Linked DNA regions of Cricetulus griseus: region 1 is linked to region 2. The links are chromatin contacts, called in public Micro-C maps. All regions are on one chromosome and are shown on one strand. Each heading gives the region's core, a stretch centred on a gene start, on an enhancer-like site or on the middle of the called end of the contact. The rest is flanking DNA. Distances are from core to core; before and after follow the strand shown.

Region 1 (7,039 bases), core at 1,738-4,237, 330 kb after region 2:
TAGCTAGAAGCCTCATTCAGTCTCCTGTTCAGATGACTGAAAGAAGATGCAATTGAAATGGCGAAGTCTTTCTCCTTTCTGGTTCGGGCAGCTCGAATATTGTGCATAAAACACTAGGAGTAGTTCAGGCAAACCCACCTGAATGGACCAAGAAACACTGTCTGTTGCCATGGCAGCCTGATCTAATTACATGAGTGATCAGGGCCGGAGTAAGTGTACAGAAAACTAACACCACTGACAGTATCTGTATGATGAGAGAGGCAGACAGGCAGGAGGCTTTTCAGCCTCCTATGGAAGGGAGCATTCAAGCCCATTTATTTGCAAAGCTGCTAAAATATTGACTGATGCATGGCCAGTTAGAGGACAATCAGAGGAGATTAAATGCCACAGCTAAACTGTTATGGTGCAATCCCTTCCCAAGAGTTCGTGCACATGTTTTTCTTTTGGTGGCTACCTCTAGCTTCCACTAGCATAAACTTCATTCAAAAATAAAATAAAAATAAACTCTCGGCTGTCAAACTGTCTTAGCTACCTACCCACCATCAAGAAACCAGAGGGTGGGCTTAACTTAGGGCTTCTAGGAACTGCAGGGCTTTTCAGAAAACCAAATAGAAATAGCTTGCAAACACTACTGAAAAGTAACCAGCTGTGCCTAAAAATAACCAGCATGTAACTACCTTGTTGTGTACGACCTATAGCAATGATGTTTAAATATTAAGGGGAGCTTGCATTATAAAACAGAAATGTCACTGAGATGAGACTAGATTGCCACAGGGAAACATATTGCACACACACAGTCCTCTGCATGCAAGGGTGAGAACTCTACTGTAAGGCACTACTTTTTATTCTGTAGGTGGTGTGGGGTCTTCTAATTTTACTAATTGTATCCTGTGGCTCTCTCTGAGAAGCTAAGAAATCTCTTCGGGGACAGAACCAGTTTGGAGGAGTTCCTACTGCACAACATACGGTAAACAAAATAAAAATAGCTTGCCTTTCTTGTTAGCCACATAGAGCATTATATAACCAGCTTCCGACTGGCTTTTTTTTTTTTTCGCCCTTACTACTCTTCAGCAATTTCCCAACCTTCCCAAGTATTTATATTACCCTCTTATCTGTAGGATTATGCAGAAAGAAAGCAAAACAAAACAGGACAGCCACGGGATCGAACTGAACTCCACCGTCTTAAAACCCTGATTTTTTTTTTTTTTTTCTGGCAGAGTCTAGATCACCATCCTACTTCCACCCCCCACCACTAAGGTCCTTGCTCAATCTCCCTAGAAAACCTGAATTGTTTCACCGCTTCCAGTCAGCTCTACGTGGTCTGAAATAAAATGAAAGCGCACAAGCCCCAGAGTTGAAGGAGGTGGCTAAGGAGAAGTCGAGGCGCTGCAGAGTCAGCCAAAGGACCACCGCGGGACCCCTCCCCATCTCGGAGGCTCTGGTCCCCACTCGGCGCGAGAACACACGCACACATACACACCTACACACTCACAGGCTCTCACTCCCTCCTCTCCGACCCCGCCTCACCTCTCGCTCCGCCCGTCCGGCCCCTTCCCTGCCCCCTGCGGGACCGGCCTGCGCGCTCCGTTGCAACCACGTAGGAGGCGCGGCGGCCGCGGCAGCCACGGCAGAGGCGGCGTCTCGGGCTCGGAGTGAACGAGCCGCGGGGCTCCGGGGCGCATCCCAATCCCCGCAGCGCCTCCTCCTCCGCCGCCTCCTCCTTCCCCTCCTCCCATCTTCATTCACCCTCCCTGCCGCCGCGCAGCCGAGCAGTCCCGGAGCAGGGCAGAGCCCCTCCTCGGCTGCTGCCTCGGGCGCCGGCTGGGACGCCGGGCCGGGCCGGGCTGGGAAGCTCGGGCTCCGGCTCCGGCAGCGGCGGCGGCGGCGGCGGCTGCTTTGGATCAGGAAGCGGCCGCACCAACAGGGCGGCGGTGGCGGCGGCTGCAGCCAGGGCCCGTCCCCGCCGCCACTCCCGCTGCGCTCCGATAGCCTGCGCGCCCCTGCCCCCTGCGCCGCCACCTCTCCTCTCCCCCAGGCCGTGCGCAAAGTCCCCGGTCCCCAGAGGCTGGCCTGGGCGGGGAGACCCCAGTCTTGGGGTCGCCTCGCACAAGCTAGGCGACCCCGGGCGGGGAAGCCCAGCCCTCCCTCGAGTCCCCGCGGCGCTCACCGCCCCCTCCCGGGAGGGAGAATTTGCAAAAGCGAAGAGGGCAGCGCGACCCTCAGCCGCTGCCGCCTCCCCCTGCGCCACCAGGAGGGAGGAGGACCAGGCTCTCGGCTCTCGCCGCCGCCGGGCCAGCAGCAGCCTGAGCGGGGCGCCGCCGCTCTCCCCACCCGCGCCCCTTGCCCGGGCGCGCCCCCTCTCCTGGGGGCGGCCCACCCCTGGCTGCTCCCCGGGCCCGCTGCTCCAGCGCCCAGAGTGGGGTCCCGAGCCGGGAGGCTGGAGCCCGGCAGGGGTATATGTACACACACTCACACACACGCGCGCGCGCACACGCACACACACACACACACACACTCACACACACACACACACGCACACACACCACGACGCGTCGGTTTCCTTCGCTCCTCTTCCAGCTGTTTTCCTTGTAGCCCATTGAGACTGGGGGAGGGGAGATTGTACGCTGGATGTTCTTTGGCCCCTCTCCGGAGAGAGAGGATTGGGGTGAGGGAGGGGGTGATTTTAATCTAAATCGAGGGGGGGGGAGAGGAGGAAGGGGGAGGGGGAGAGAAAGAATCAGAGGAGGAAAAAAAATAGCCACTTACTGTAAAGTGTAAATGGATCTGGGGTTGCGTGGGGAAGGGGGGACAGAGGGAGAGACACAGTGTCCTGCGGCTGCTGTAGCTCTAGCTGCGGCTCCACAGGGCTTGTTTTGGATCCCCCTGCAGTGAAACAGGTCCTGTACGGCTCCGCCACTGTAGTAGAAATGATGTCTGCGGTATACTCTGCTCTCTCCTCCTCCTCCTCCCCCCTCCCCTCCCTCCTCCCTCCGCCCGCCCTCCCTCCCTCGCGCTCTCTCTCGCGCTCGCTCGCTCGCTCCAGTATGTAAATGTGTAATAGAAGCCAAATATGGAGCAGTTGGCTGCCGCCGCCACAGCTCAAGGATCCGACTTCATGGGGGGGGGGGGGCACCCTCTGGCAGGCGGCCCGGCGAGCCGCACAGAGCACGGCGAGCGCACGGCGCGGCTGCCGGCCCGCGCCCTTAACCCTTCTGTGCACCCGGCCGGAGCAGCGGTCCCTCCCTCCAGGGGAGGCCCGGTGCCTCTCCCTAACTGCGGCTCCGGATCCCGGACATCGGCCCGTGGGGACTGTGCCTTCCAGGTTTGAGAAAGGGGAGGGGAAGTTGGGGCGATGAGGTCATTGGAGTGGTGACCCGTCGGAGCTCGCGCGCCTCCCCGTCTCCTTGCAACCTAGTTGGAGGGGACAGGGCGAGTGTAGGGTGCAACGCTCGCAGCCTGGAGGACTCACCGCAGCGGGTGTCAGGCTTCGGTTCCCACCTGGTAAAATAAGCAAGGATGCGGGGAAGTCGGCTGACTCTAATCCCGAAGTGACCTTGGTGCCCCCACCCCGCCACCCCGGTGTGTGTCTAAGAGGACTCACTGTATCCTCGCTGTTAACCCTCCAGCCGGTGAGCCCTGAGCAACCCGACTCTGGGCCCGCGCCTTGGCTTGCAACTCGGGAAAGTTCTCAGGCTTCCTCAGTTTGCACTGGCGCCCTCACCTTTCCTGCCCGGACAAGCTGGCAGCCTCCCGACCCTCCTATCTAATTCTGCAGGTCTAGAAATCTGCAGTAGGAATCAGACGTCTCAGTTCTAGCTCTGGGAGCCGACCTGCTCACTCCTTTCTCAGCTAACAGGGAATCACTCATTTCATCGGAAGTGAGGTAACCGGTGCCCCGACCATTCGATGGCGGTTCTCGGGAATCCACGGCAAAGGAACTTTCCCTGGTCCTGGTGGCTGAACGCAGACATAGAGTCCCCCCACCCACCCCCTCCGCTACAGCACTGCCAGGTGTGAGCTCGGTGGGAAGGAATCTTCCCCGGAGGAGTGTACCTTGCCAACAGGTGTGGCACCCGGAGAAAGAGCGGGCACAACCCTACAAGGGTCGCTCAGTGCCGAGTTCCCTTTGCTGCAGATAATTCTCGAAAACCAGTAGGTGTCAGGCCAGCATCTGACCTCTTTCAGGTGCTTAGAACTAAGAGTCTAGAAACCCGATCCCTCGGTCTTGTAGGAAGCCACTATTATTGACTGTAAGCGGGATTTGAGAGACCTTTTGGCTCCGTTTACTTATGACCTAACAGTTAGTCACTGTCTGAAGCAGCGTACAGAATCACCAGGAGAAATGCGTGAGCTTTTTAAACTACTGAATTGTGGAGCCAGCACTTCAGAAGAAAAAAAAAAAAAGCCCGGAGGGGGGGGTAGGATACATATCTATTTTCAGGTTTTGAAATACCGTGCACACATCCACGGCTACTTAAATAGAACTACGACTGTTCCTTCCCTCTCAGCCCCCTCCGTAACTTGTGTTGTTCACTTAAAGATCCATGTTTGTTAGACTTCATATGCTCAAGTGACATTGTTGGTCTCATTACAGCCTCTAGTGGACAGTTAACAGGACTTTCCTGTCAAGGCTCTGACTAGTTTTGTTTTCCCTCCTGAGCTTTATCCAGGTGAGGGTTAATAGTTCAGAGCTTAACTGAGTGGTGTCTGTCTTTGAAAAGGAGCAGAAGCTTGCCGGCTTCGCGTGGAAAAGGCGCATGCTTTGTGTTGCAGGTATTGTGACTGCTGGCCCGTGAATCAACAAAGCTTCTGCTCTTCACTTCAGTTGCAGACAGCTTTCATAAAAAAACCGAAATCCATCTAAAATATTTTTATAACAGAAAATATTGGTTGCCATGTTTTTGGCGTAACTGAGATGTTTTTATTCCAGCTCATAATCTGCAAACTGTCCAATCCACCTCCACTCTATTTTTAGACATCTTACATTTAGAGAATTTTCAAGGGAAAAAACTAATATTGTAATTATTACGTTGGTGCAAGCAGTTAATTTGCATTATTTTAACAACCTTAAACATATTAAAACACATAATTCATATTAGACTTAGTCAATTAATTTAAATGTTCCCCAAAGAAAGCTAAATATGTGCATTACCCACATAGTAAAAATAATTAATAAGAAATGTGCTGTCTACTTTCCTAGCCATTAAGATTAAAGCCATAAACTCTCTCTGTGTCTCTGCCCCCCCCTCTCTCTCTCTCACACACACACACAAACCTACAGCTTTTGCTTCCTGCAAGGTTCAACACAAACATAATACCCATGAAACAGTTTTATTACTTGAATGCTGAAGTATTTTGTTTCCAAATAACAGAATATCAAATGCACCATCAGAAGTACCAAGACAGGTTCTTTAAAAGCAAACGTTCTCATGCAAATGAAAACTCAATGGAAAAAGAGCAGTTTTCAAGGTGGCAGTTGGCAGTTTTATAGCATTATTCCCCTAAACCCAAATCTGATGATATATTTACACAAGACTCAGTCAAGCTTTGAAACAGAGTCAAATTAAGGAAGAAGGCCTGCTGAGTCTTACCCCTAATCTGTGTTATGAGTTACTTAATGTGAAAAGAAATTTTAGTACTTTCTATTTATTTCTCTAAAGATTTTGTGTGTGTGTGTGTGTGTGTGTGAGAGAGAGAGAGAGAGAGAGAGAGAGAGAGAGAGAGAGAGAGAGAGAGAGAGAGAGAGATGTTGTGAATCCTATCTGAGCACTTCTTTGAGGCAGGGTCTCTACCTGAACCTGAGGGTCATCTCTTCTAGACTAGACTAGAGGCCAACAAGCCTAGCCTTTGCCTTCTGTCTCTTCCTTCTCCAGGCTGAGGTAGCAGGCATGTGGGATGCCAGGCTTGTGTGATGAATGCTGGGATCCACACTCAGGCCCTTGCTATCCTGCTACAAATGCTCTCAAGTCTCAACCCTGCCTCCGGCCCACCTGCTATCTATTTTCATGGTTTTGTTCCGACCACTTTTGAAAGTTTAAAATGGACTAGCAACTATATATTAAGTCACAAGACTTTTGCATTACATTTCTGCATTTCAAATTGGAGTGTAAAAGTAGCAGCACTTGCCATAGCACCACCATCTGGAGGACTTTAGACTTCAGGATCAAGGCTCCTATCCCACATATGCAGTCAGAGTCTGCCTTTGAACTAGCTGCGGAGAACACTGCTCTGTACTACAGGGCTCTGTCTGGGCACACTAGCCACAGTACAGAACTTAATTGACAATAAGTTACCTTTATGCTCATTCTTTTACCAATTACGAATAATACCACCACATTCCACGTGGACCACTGCATCCTCAAACTTAACCAGCTTCTGGTAGAGAGAATATATATATATATATATATAATATATATATATATATATATTTCAAAGTCACCTATACTGAATACCTATAGACTTTTCCCTCATCATTGTTCCATACATAATACAGAATAACAAGTATTTCCATTGTATTAGGTGTTAAAAGTAATCTAGAGGCTACTTATAACTGAAAGTTATACTATAAACTTAAATTACTTATAATGTAAAACATGTAGGAAGATGTGAATACATGTATATCATATATTATATAATGCAATCTAAGATTTGGGTATTTCAGAGGGACCCTAAAACTAGCCCTCCTATTTGAGGGGTAACTGTTTCATCAACTAAAGAAGCTGGCTAGGAGTGAATGTACTGGGGTCTTGGCTATGAATGTGTTCTCTGAGGCAGTAGAGGGAGCACAAGAATGCTTAATACAACCAGTGTACACAGGGCCCTCCACATGGTGACAGATTTTTAAAGTGTAGTATATGTTTGCATTGGAAGTAGCCTGTTATGTCATTCAGAGCAAAACAAAACAAAAAAGCTAACAAACACACACTGCCTACCAGATTACAGCAACTAAATAATTGAACAGATTGCAAATTACATAAAATAAAAAGATACAAGATACACTCGTTTCAAGTTCTAGGCTTGCATTCTTCCAGTGGACTTC
Region 2 (6,774 bases), core at 3,865-6,364:
CTGTATTTTCTGGGCCAGGGCATAGTAAATGATATCTAAAAACCAACCAACCAAACAACCAACCATCAACAACTAAACATATCCCCAGGGGATCCTGTTCAATTAGGCTTGGGAATTGCTCTTTAAAAAGAACAAGTTTCTCCTAGACAGAAGAAATCTAAGGATAAGTATGATTTGTGAGATTAGGATCCATTTTACTGCAGCCTTTCAAACTCTACCAGAACCTTCACTGGCAAGGGGAGAGAATTTTCAGGAAGCAAGTTAGCTTTGGGTGATACTGGAAGGTTCAGGGCAATGACTGTGTCCTGTGAACCAGGCTTCCAGCAGGCTTGGCAGAGTGGTCTGTGACAGGGATGACTGAGCCCTTCACTGTTTCCAGGATTGGCGACTACTCTGTAATGTTTCCAGCAGGAGGCCCTAGGAGGCAGAGAGATGGAATTGAGAGTAGAAGACTCTCTATCCTGAAGGAGAACCAGACTTATCCCAGAGGAGACCAAGAGCATGCCGAGAAGAGGCCCTGGATGGTGGTAGAAATGGTATTAGCTAGCAATCACCAATGGCATTGTTGTCATCTTCTCAAGTGGGCTATTTGTTGTTGGGGGCATTTCAGTATGGCCAGCAGAGAAATGGCATGTGGGGAGGGTTGTCATGAGCCAAGGCAGAACATTCTCTCTCTCTCTCTCTCTCTCTCTCTCTCTCTCTCTCTCTCTCTCTCTCTCTCTCTCTCTCAAATGGACCTGAAGCTGACCAGTCCTCACCAGCCTGTGGCTCTGAGCTGAAACCCAGACAGTAAAACAGATGAGCTTTTCTGTTCCAGACCCAGCTTGGGAGCAGCTGTAAACAGAGGAACTTCCACTGATAGTTTATTTTTAAACTGGCCTAATTTTTCCTTCTCCTTAGAATCCTGCGTCTGGCATGGTATTAATGATCATCATTTTTAGGCTTAATGGTTGAGGAGGCCATTTTTCAACCCACTCACTATCTCTAAAGTCATAAGTTAATGGTTTTCATAGCATGGTCCTTGGACCAGCAGCGTGTGAGCTAACAGGGAAACTGGCTCTGAATTCAGATTCTCAGCACTCATTCCAGACCTGGTAAAGCACTTGGGCACGGAGCCCAGGAGTCTGCAGTAACAGGTCCCCTGGTGATGCTGATACGCTATGCTATTATGTCCCATGGTGCTAGGATGATGATGTTCTGGTTTGCTTTCTCTTGCTATGATAAACATCGTGACCAAAGGCAACTTGGGGAGGAAAGGGTTTCTCATATCTCACTGGTTAAAGTTCGTCATCAAGGAAGTCAGGGCTAGAGCTCAAGGAAGAAACCTGGAGACAATAACGGAAACAGTGGCCATGGGCGATTGTTGCTTACCAACTTGCTCTTTTATGGCTTACTCGGTCTGCTTTTTGTGTACCTCAAAACCACCTGCCCAGGATGGCACTGCCTACAGTGGGCTGGGCCCTCCCATGCCAATTACTAATAAAAAAGTTCCTCCATTGTCTTGGCTACAGGCCAATCTTATGGAGGTACCCTCTCAGTTTAGGCTCTCCTCTTGCCAGATGACCCTAGCTTGTGTCAAGTTGACAGAAAACTAACCAGCACAGGTGATGTCCCATGACGCTAAGATGATGAGCCCTGGTGCTAGAATGACGTCCCATGAAGTTCCCACTCCCCTTTTAGAATCTTTAAGAATCTTTAAAATCTTAAATATTTTATCTGAGAAAGCTCATAACCAATATCATACTGACTTTCCTGATGAAGACTATTTTCTTATGATAACTAAAAAAAAATCAACCATTCTTCTAATATAAAGCAACATAATTAAAATGGCAGCATCATGGTGTGGAGTTTCATTTTTAAATGAGGATCCACTAAATTTTTTTATCTGCAAAAATTTCTTTCTGATCCACAACATATGACCAGAATGTGCTTGAGACACTGATAAAACTACACTATTTAGATTGTTTAGGTGACTGGGTTTTAAAACCGGCCTTAAAAAACTCCTTTAGCCTGGCGGTAGTGGTGCACACCTTTAATCCCAGCACTGTACTTGGGAGGCAGAGGCAGGCGAATCTCTGTGAGTTCAAGGCCAGCCTGGTTTACAAATGGAATTCCAGGATGGCCAGGACTGTTACACAGAGAGACCTTGTTTCAAAAAACTTAACAACAAGAAGAACAAAACAACAACAACAACAACAACACAACAACCCATCGTTAACAAAGTGTCATATATTTCAGCTTGGGATTCTAACAGGAAGCCATACTTTGCCTGTAATTCAGTCCCTTCCTCGGCTTCTAACTTCTTTTTGGCCCCAATATCATGGGTCTAAGTCTCAGTGGTTTGAGGCATTTCTTTGACTTAAGGCAATTCTGAAATATTGTTTTGTTTGGCTTTGGGCCCTTGGACAATTTTGATTGTAAAGGTTGACTGTAACTTGGTTTTGGCCAGGTTTCCAAATAGGCTTCTGGAATTCTCTATTTCTGAATTGAAGCTGCCCGTCAGACACCAGACAGCCCATAGATCATTTGTGATTATGGAAGTGGCCACAGGCCACTGGCAGGTCCCTTTCCCAGCATCTGCTTCATGAATGGTCTACTTTGGCAATCCTTTCTTTGTTCCTCATTTTCTCTTGGACTTTTCAGAAAGGAAGACAATAAAACCTTTTCTTTTAAGAAGTATTTTTAAGTCTTCTCATGACCAATAAAGGGAATGAATGATCCTATGAAATTCAGCATTATCCACAGCTTCAGGATCTTCACAAATATGAAACAAAGCCCCAGAAATTAGCTCCCCACGCCATTTTTTCAGTGATCATTTCATTATCCAAAGAAATATGGGGGGAATGTGAAACCTCAACTGTGTAGCTCATCCAAAATCCACAGAATAAAAGGCCATCCAGGACTGCGTTTCCCATGCTGGCTCTCAGGGGTGTCCCTGAACTTGCTGATTCCTGGTATGATCTTGTACTCTTTATGGTGCCAAAGAGAGAGAGAGAGAGAGAGAGAGAGAGTGGCATATTGAAGGTAACTTGTCTTGGTCTGTGAGAACTGATTGTTAAATTCACAACCTATTCACAGCTATTACCCAAAACTAAAGTATATAAATTTCTAACTGAATAAATCATATTACAGCTTATCAGTCCTGATTATTTTCACTCTATTTTGTAATTATGTATTTAATTGATATTAACTATAGTGGTATACATGCATATGTGTTCACAAGCGTGTAAACATACATACACACAGACACGCATACACACACAAATATTGTCCCATTGAGAGAAATCAATTCAGAGAAATCACTCAATGATTTTATATGTATATATACATATATAAGTATTTATATATAAATATATAATATATTTAATTAAATATACTATACATAAAAATAAAATATAAATATGTATTAATATTAAATATATAGGTATAAATATATATAACCATTGCTTGATTTCTATTTATATATATAAATATTCATATAAAATATATAAAACATCCCTGCTATCCCCAAGCCAATCACTAAACTTATCAGCACACTGGAGGCATCTATTCTAGATTTTTCTCTAGGGAAGAATTATAGATCTAGTCAAATTCCCATGACTATAGCTCAGGCACATATCACTAAGCCGTGTTGTACCAATCCTGGCTACTTAATTGATCAATTGCTGCTTCACCCTCTCCATTATCTGTTACGGAAATCAGTCTGACTCAGAAATGTGATGTGTGCTGGCAAGAACACTGACAAAAATACTATCTCTGAGGGAGAAAAAAATTACTTGGCCTTTGTGCAATCCTTCACCAGGTCTCCAGAATTTGATGGATTGCCTCATTCAGGTCTGGTGACTGCTGTTGAGTTTCATTATTCTTATTCAACAGATGAGGACTATAAGGGGAGATGCTGTGTCCAAGGCGACATGGCCAGAAAGCTGCCCAGCCAGGCTGAAACTGGAAGTCAAGCCTTGTGTTCTTTACCCTCCTCCAAAGATAGACTGCTTTATGCAATCTGTTTTTTAAAGTATTTATTTATTTAGTTGTTGTTCTAAAAGATCAATATCTAGGCTCATTTTTCTCCTTCATTTGGTCAGCAATGCAGCCAATTCTGATGTAGCCATATCTACACATACAGAGAGCAATCCAGCCACCTCTGCTCCTCCTTGGCCACAGGCAGAAATTATGTCCAGATTACTGCAACACTTTAAGTAATCAGACCGTAGTACTCCATCTCATTTCCTGTAGGTGTTCAGGCACATGGAGAAAGTGAGACCCAAAGTGTGTAAGTTTTTCTGATTCAAAGAGAAATATCCAAGCTATTGAACACAGGTTAGCAGTCACAGTGAAAAATGAAGACAGGTTTTTGACCCAAGTAGTAAAGCTAGGTGGCTGGCCCTCTGCATCTGTGCCCTCCACCTCTACACATCTCTACATTCAACCACACACTGATCACCCAGCAGACCTACCCTGAACCTGCAAAGAATTCCTTCTTGCCATTATTCCCTAACCAATAACAATGTGAGAAGCACTTATGTAGTATTATGCTGGAGATGGTTGGCTGTGTGGAGGCTGTCATTTGTTTAAAGGGTTATGGCCTCTACTGGTTTTGTTACTCATAGGGGGCCATAGATACAACTCTAGTGAATACTGAAGGACAAATGTAGGGATGTGTACATGCACATGTATGTGTGTGTGTGTGTATGTGTGTGTGCTACACATTCTCCACGAGGGAAAAAAACCCAAGTTTTACACACACACATATATATATAGGAATATGTATATATGCATTTATATGTATACACTTAAGCTTGGTTGTTGTTTTTTTAATATACATACTCTGGGGGGGACAAGCTATACACTCATGAAGGAACATGTTGTATACACACATAAACACACATATACATATATGTACATGCATATGTTTTATGTTATACACATATTCTCCACAAGGGGGGTAATAGGGTACATACATGTAGGAACATGTGTTTTATGTTTGTGACTAGGTTAGTTGTTCCTCCTCTGGGAGTCACACAGAAAAAAAAGAAAAGTAAAAACCACCTTTACCCTTGTAGTGGGACTATGATGCCTTTATGACTCGACTCCAGGAAGAATGCAAAGAATGCTTGGTCGGCCATGTGTTTTCCCAGTACAAACAGCGCCGCTATGACCTGCAGCACTTGGAGAGGTCTTTTCAATGTGATGCATTTTTGTTGGAAGGCGAGACAAAAGCCTGTTAGGACATTGGTTTTCTTTGGCTTGAGGAGAAGGTCCCACTGATTGAGCGATACCAGCCTTTGGCCTCTGTGGTGGTGGGGGGGGTGTCAACTGAGAGGACGAATGGAGTGCTAGTACACAAAATGGGCTTTGGTCCCCAGACCCTGGCCGGGGTTAAACCCATGAGACGTTTTTCTCAATATGCTAAGCAGAAATAACTGTAACCAGTGACAGAAAAGAAGCCCATTTGTCGCCCCTTTCAGGATTTTTGAGACTTGGTACGTGACTGACCTCAGAGCTGGGAAGTTTTTTGGAGACCCTGGAAGGAAAGTAAGCCATGGCCGTGAAGAGCTGCTGAGGAGTTCTTAGAGGTCACTAGTGGTCATCTAACATTCCCATCTTCAGATTAAAGGGTGGTATTTCTGCTTGACCTCAGAATTCTGGTGGCTGTGTGGTGACATTTAAAGTGCTGCTGGGTTACTTGGACAACGTGTTCTTGGGAAGAATGTTCCCTGATGCGCTATTAAAATTTTACATTAATAGGTCTTATTGCCAGTCTCTATGGGGACACCTTAAAAGTAATCAGGCTGTCAAATTAAAGGCAAAGCAAATACCGTCTCTGCATTCTAAAGACAGACTAAAGCTGGTGTGTATTGCATTTTTACTTACACACACACACACACACACGAGTTAGAGTTCCTGCCTCATGGTTTGGGAAGACATGAAGTTGAGTTGGTGGCGGGGGGGGGGGGGGGAGGGGGGCTGTAGGGGATGTTGTAGCCCCACCTGCTTAGGGGCTGGCTACAGGTGTGCCTGACCACGCACTGGTAATTTCCCACATTAGGGGGTCCCTTCAGTCCCTGTTCAACAGTGTGGTTCTCACCCTGGGGGAAGTTTTGTTCTCTAAGGGACATTTGGCCACACCTCAGTTTTGATTATCACGACTGCAAGTTGCCACACTGTTATCTAGCTGAAGGGTAAACAGGCCCCTTCCTCTCCATCTCTCTCTCTATCGTCAACAAAGAAGTATTGGTCCCAGGTTTCAACAGTGCTGCCATTGAAATTTCCTGCTCTAAAGGGAGGCAGAAATCACCTGATCCAGCTGAACATTCCAGTGACATGCTAACTGGAGGCGGGACTCCTTGATGGCAGACAGCCTCACAACGATCTCTGCGGCAACCTATGCGCCTGCCTCATAACTGTCCACTGGTCATTTTGCCAGGGATTTGGTGAGTGATGGCCAACTCTGGGCCTTATGCAGATGGGTGGACAAGAACTACATCTCTGAAGGATACCAAGAGGCCCCAAACAGGTTGAACAGTCTGTCTGTCTGTCCACCTGTCCTCTTTGGGTCTGTCAGTTTTCTTCCCGCTGTCTTCTCATTGTGCAGAGTTAGCACAAAGCATTTGCCTTCTCTTTCCCTCCTTTCCTCAGAACATTCTCCCCAAGCCAGGCTTTAGCCTGGCTCACTGAAGAAAGAAAGCATCTGCCCTTCAGGTGTGGTGGCTTCAGGCTACCTCCTCTATCTGCATTCACAAATCCTTTCTCTCCCGGCATAGATGGCCATAC

Evidence for each region. A called contact is a pair of places that touch in the nucleus more often than the background predicts.
Region 1: a contact with region 2 is called in a Micro-C map of the CHO-K1 cell line, with 4 times the contacts expected there. The contact joins the promoter of Atxn1 here to the enhancer-like site in region 2. A contact is called at or near these places in 3 of 8 Hi-C or Micro-C datasets (the CHO-K1 cell line and fibroblasts).

The regions. Positions count from the first base shown.
Region 1 is chr3:265,665,500-265,672,538 of CriGri-PICRH-1.0, forward strand. Atxn1 (ataxin-1) reads right to left here and starts at 2,988. Exons shown (of 7, transcript XM_027410018.2): 1 at 2,767-2,988.
Region 2 is chr3:265,337,992-265,344,765 of CriGri-PICRH-1.0, forward strand. The region is part of intron 5 of Atxn1 (ataxin-1); the gene reads right to left. Among named protein-coding and RNA genes, the nearest start is that of Gmpr, 120 kb to the left of the region's middle. Within about 2 kb of position 5,115, at least 1 of the 6 cell types and tissues checked has open chromatin away from gene starts, as enhancers often do. A contact at or near this core is called in the CHO-K1 cell line, where this site is marked.